Linked DNA regions of Mus musculus: region 1 is linked to region 2. Evidence: chromatin contacts called from public Micro-C data. All regions are on one chromosome and are shown on one strand. Each heading gives the region's core, a stretch centred on a gene start, on an enhancer-like site or on the middle of the called end of the contact. The rest is flanking DNA. Distances are from core to core; before and after follow the strand shown.

Region 1 (2,700 bases), core at 159-2,658, 240 kb after region 2:
CTTAGCAGTTGGAAAGTAGAGACAAGAGGAACAGTAGTTCAAGGGTATCATAGTTGAACCCAGTCTTCTTTTAAGAAAACAAGCAAATAAATTACAATGGTTTCAGGCTGGAGAGATGGCTCAGCGGTTAAGAGCACTGACTGCTCTTCCAGAGGTCCTGAGTTCAATCCCCAGCAACCACGTGGTGGCTCACAACCATCTGTAATGGGGTCCGATATCCTCTTCTGGTGTGTCTGAAGATAGCAACAGTGTATTCACATAAAATAAATAAATATTTTTTTAATTACAATTGTTTCTTATTGCCTCCTACTTCAAATACAGATACCTCACAACTTTAAGGCCTCCACTATCTGGCTTCATAAATTTAGAAAATGGCAATTTCCATCCCAACTACCCCCTAGTCCCTGCCTGAGCTCCCTGACCCAGTCAGCTCTTGCCTCTTTGAGCAAGTTTCCATCTTTCCTACTACTTTGCTTTGGTCTGCTCACTACCAGTGTCTGTGTCTCCATAGTGGAAAAAATCCTAACCAGCCTTCAGACTTAATTCACTCACATAGGTTTTGAGTTCTTAGCAGAGCAGAGACACTATCACACAGTTACACAATGGCATGCACCTATCCCTTTCTAAACAATTACTTTTCCCTAATAGATTTTAAAAGCCTTAGGAATGTAGAAGGTGTCCATCTTTTCTCCATCAGAGGAGAGAAACTGAATTACAAGTGGCGGAGTTTTTAGGGCTTGAGTATAGCTTAATGAGAAAAAGCTAGCTGGCTGACAAGAGGCCGTAGGTTCAATATACTGCATGAAAGAATGAAAAGGATTGGAGAGGTGATGGTAAAGGAGGAGAGACTAGATGGGAGGGGCAGGGGAAGGGCAGCAGAGGAGGGAAGGGAGGCTTTAAAGACAGGAAACTCAATCTTAAGAGAAATTAAATAAAATCCTCAAACTTTCAGAGTGACAAAGCAGTACAGTAAGTTCAAAGCTCAGTTGGGGAGAGTTTTGTTTTCACAGTATTGACAAGCAATTCAAGATTATTGAGAGGGGAAGAGTGGACAAGGACTGGTGACCTACCTCTTAGACAGAACTACAAAGATCTATTTGAACTTGGTGAAACAGCCTTACAAGACAGCTTGCCCTAACAATAACCACACACCAGGACTCCTCTCAGGATGAAAGGGAAGCTGTGATGCTACAGAATGTCTAAAGAATGAAAAGTATTTAGTTTAAACTAACAAACAAAAAAAGGGAAGGAAGGAAGGAATATAATACTTCTGGTCAAAAGTCCTCTTTCTGGAATTCATGATGAATGAGAAGAATTTTCATCTTGAAAAGCAATGTGCAACGTGCAGTTCCTCTACAACTGCTATTCACTGAAACAACTGATCTTATTACAAAACAAGTTAAAGAAACAAACAAAGCCTCTTTCAATTGCTGCTCTGACTCATTGTTAGAATTCACCTTTCCTTTCACTTCAACACAGTTACAGATACTGAATGCCAAATGTTAGTTACACTGAAGCACAGGACATTAGACAATTTTAACATCAGTAAACTGAATTCAGCTATCCTTAGTCACTGACTGATGACTCTATTCCTACTTGTACATTTTTAAAGTAAGATTTATGTCCTTCCTGGAAGTTCTTTTTGCATTCCAGATTACAATAGGGACTCAAGTATAACAACAACAACAACATGCATACGTAAGTCAAGCAGTAGGCAGGACAGGACTCAAATTCTTCAACAAAATACTAATCTTTAAAAGATTTTAGCACAATGAAACTAAGTTCTGGTTTAATATCAAACCTTGAAATGTAATCAGAAAATGTATGTTTCTGATCTGTGCTTTAGAAGAAAGTACTTACAAAACTGCTTCCCACTCTATAGGAAGTAGTTGCTTAGACCAGACCATGCATCCAGTGACGAATGCCATCCGGTAAAACAATTACCATCAATCTTCATCTTCCAGGTTTAACAAAACTAAAAGTCTGTTTCCTATAAAGTCTGAAATGATGGTTGAACAGGTTATTTTTAATTTCTAGGATAGAAATAATAAATTTTTTAAAGGTGGTTTTGTAACTGCTCAGAATGATTTTAAACTCACAATTCTCCTGCCCTGGCTTCCCAAGCCATTAAACTTTTAAGCAGTTATACAAGTTCTATATTTAAATTACTTTAACAAATGACTGTTTTTTATTTCTGCTACTCCTGGGGGCAAGACACACACACACACGCACACGCACGCACACATGCACACATGCACGCACACATGCACACATGCACGCACACACGCAAATACCCCTTCCTCTGTTAAAGTCACATCTGCAGGGGGGCAAAGGCTACTAAAAAAAGAACAACCAGCTCTTTCAAGTTCATATCCTGCCAGCAGATACTCTGCAATGGTCAGGGATGTACTGTCATAAGGGAATAATGTTACATACTTAAGAGGGAAATCCTAGGCTCAAAATTAAAGTGGCTGCATTAATAATATACTTAACTACATAAATCTGTGGTCTCTGCCTAATTCTCTGATTTGCGATGTTTTCTAAACGTTATATGACAAAGACTGAGCATACCTCTTCCCCTTGTCTTTTGCAGTGAGTATATTTATAATTAATGGCCACGGTTCTTCTCTAATTGAGACATCGGCAGTTGGGGTGTCGGTGAAAGTTGTCTCTTCCTGTGTGAACTACGTCCCAGGAGCC
Region 2 (2,700 bases), core at 106-2,605:
CAGACATGTGCAAGTCTACAGATAGATCCCAGCAGTCCTGGCATCTACATAAGGACTGGATAGAGTTCCATTAATCTCTGCCTTTTATGACTGGAAAACATTTGCCAATGGAAGTCTTACCAATTTTTCTTAAGATTTTGGGCTGCTTAATAAAAGTAATTTTATTTAATGTTTATAGTTGCCTTCATACAGTTTAGATTTGTGTGCAAAGTATCACTGTGTCACGAACCTTCTTAGTGGATAACTTGGGTGTAGGTTTGGACCTGGCCATTCACTCACCATGTTTCCTTGTCAGTGCAGCCGGGAATCAGACCAAGGGGACCAGGGTCTCCCCTGTGTCTTGATGATGTCTCCTAGAGACCTCAGTGTCCTTGGAGAGAAAAGAAAAAGAAACTCCAAGAAGGTACTGGCCGGTGTGAAATGTCTGGACGGAAGCAAGGGCCTGGGGGTCCAGGGGAGACTGGGGTAAAGGGATCGCCCGGGCCGGGCTGACAGAACCTCCCTCCTTAAACCTGGACTGTCTTACAGCACAGCCAGAGGCATGGCCCGCAGCTGCCACGGCCCTCCTTGTCTGGTCTCAAGCCTGAATACTGCATGCTCCCTTTGTATGGGCTGTGCAGAAGGCGTCTGCAGTCTGTAGTGTTTGTTTCTGCTTGCCTCACCGGCTTCAGTAGCACTGTGGCTGGGAAGTGAAAGTCCTTTGTAGACAGTGGATGAGAAGACCGCACAGATGTGAACTGTGTGACTCCCCTTTAGGCCAATGCGCTGATACTTGTGGGTCTCTCCTGATACTCAAGGTGGTTTCAGCTAAGTGTCTATAGACCGTGCCTCATCTCTGTAATAACTACAGGAAACGTTGGGAGTGTCTGTCTGTGTGTTCACTGTAATCAGCCCTTTCCTCCAACGAGAGATGAGATTATTTGCAGGAATTATGAATGAAAAGCATTTGAAAATGTTTTGGGATCTACTATATTGAGAATGAACAAAATATTTATAATTTTAAAACATTTTTATCTACACATACAATGTAATATGCTCTACTTCTTGTTTTTTTTTTGTTTTGTTTTTTTGCTAATTTTTCTAAGGTATTAAAATGTTTTCTATGGGATTTTTGGTTTCTATTTTTTTAGTAAAGTGGACTCAATAACAAAATTAAACATACCAGAATTTCATACATTTTAAACTGGTTACATTAATAAAATGGAGTAAAGTGTGTGTGTGTATGTGTGTGTGCACTTGTGTGTGCGTGCCTGCCTGCATGTGTGCTTTTGCTAATCTTCATTTTCATACAGTCATGTGGATGTGGTTTAGGGATACTCCTGAAAACACTGGGTTTGGGAGTTAAGACCTCAAGAAGTTAGCTGTGACCTCATGTTTGGTGTGAGTCACAGCTGTGGGAAGCCTTGGTCAGCTCAGGAACCTACCTCTATCGTTGCTGTTACCTCTGAAGTCTTTTCTTCTTGTCTCTGTTCTCTCAATTTATTTATTTATTTTTATGTCTTTGACTAGAATAAACCTTGTGGTTTTCTATTTGGTTTTACATGGTCACCAAGATTAAAACTTCGTACTGTGGATGAAGCGGTCCCTTGTTCTAGCTTGACTATGTATTGGCAAGCTGGTCTTCCCTCATGAAGGAGAGCAGGGAGAGAAAGGTGTTTGTCAAACCATCCTTCTTTCTCTAGTGCAGTGCTCTCAAGTACAGACACTTGTTCCTGAGGGGACACTTGGCAGTATCTGGAAACATTTGTGGTTTTCATAACTGGAAGGAGTGTGCTGGCTGTGGTGGGTGCCTTGCATCACCCCTGCTCGGGGGCAGTTGCTGTTAATTCCTGTTAAGCCTCATTGACCCTTCTGAGGTTTCTAAGTCATTGGTCTTGGGTAGTGGGCACATTTGTGGCGGACACTAAATTCCAACCCTAGTCTAGACTCAACCTCCCTGTCCATTTTCTACTAGAGCAGAAACAGTCTGTCAGGGCCATACACCCACAGGAATGTGGGCCTTTCTCTATGTCTGCCTCCTGTATGGCAGTTGCGAGGGCCAGAGAGATTGTTAGAGTAAGCAAAGGAGAGCTCTGTCCAGATCCCACCTCCCCACTTCACCCCAGTTCTCCCCCAAACACAACCAGTAGCCTAACCTGGGTTTCTGAAGGTGGTATCTGGGAGACTCACTTCCTGAGTTTCCTCTCTGCTCTTTAGCCAGGAGCACCCCAGGGACAGGGTCCATCACAGACTGGGGGTTCAGACCAGCTGCCACCTCCATGTCACCCTCAAAGTCTGTCCAATGGGAGTGAGGCTGTCCTAGGCTGCCAGAGCAGGGGTTTCATATCAGGGGAGAGCATTCCAGGATTGGAATTGAGTGTCCACCACAAACATACCCACTACCTAAGACCGGTGACTTGGAAGCCTCAGAAGGGCCAGCAAGACTTAACAGGAATGGACAGCACTCTCCAAGCGAGGCTGGTTCGAGGCACCCACTACAGCCAGCACACTCCTGGTTATGAAAACAAGGATACAATGAGTGATTACAGAGAATGTGAACTAGGGAAAAGACTTCATCTCGGAGGCCCAAGGCCTGCAGCCCTGGTTCTGAGCTGGAAGCTGGTGATGGCAGGAAAGGGCTTTTTCCAGCGTTCTGTGCTTCCCACCCCTGCTTGCATCAGAGTACTTACCTGGGAAGGAGTCCGGGCATCAGTCACATAG

Evidence for each region. Hi-C and Micro-C count contacts between places; a contact is called where the count stands out from the background.
Region 1: a Micro-C map of embryonic fibroblasts shows a contact between it and region 2, with 7 times the contacts expected there. The contact joins two enhancer-like sites. A contact is called at or near these places in 1 of 39 promoter capture datasets (the C10 cell line), 2 of 15 datasets of contacts at CTCF or cohesin (the NIH/3T3 cell line and large pre-B cells), 9 of 484 Hi-C or Micro-C datasets (bone marrow-derived macrophages, conventional type 1 dendritic cells, cortical neurons and 5 more) and 4 of 115 datasets of contacts at active chromatin or transcription factors (acute myeloid leukemia, astrocytes, embryonic fibroblasts and 1 more).

What each region holds. Positions count from the first base shown.
Region 1 is chr7:110,524,128-110,526,827 of GRCm38.p6, forward strand. The region is part of intron 2 of Sbf2 (SET binding factor 2); the gene reads right to left. It also overlaps the pseudogene Gm10087. Among named protein-coding and RNA genes, the nearest start is that of Gm46027, 80 kb to the right of the region's middle. Within about 2 kb of position 1,409, at least 25 of the 459 cell types and tissues checked have an H3K27ac peak or open chromatin away from gene starts, as enhancers often do. A contact at or near this core is called in embryonic fibroblasts, where this site is marked.
Region 2 is chr7:110,282,331-110,285,030 of GRCm38.p6, forward strand. It overlaps Swap70 (SWA-70 protein), which reads left to right. Exons shown (of 12, transcript NM_009302.3): 12 at 1-1,176. Among named protein-coding and RNA genes, the nearest start is that of Gm32861, 4.7 kb to the right of the region's middle. Within about 2 kb of position 1,356, at least 55 of the 459 cell types and tissues checked have an H3K27ac peak or open chromatin away from gene starts, as enhancers often do. A contact at or near this core is called in embryonic fibroblasts, where this site is marked.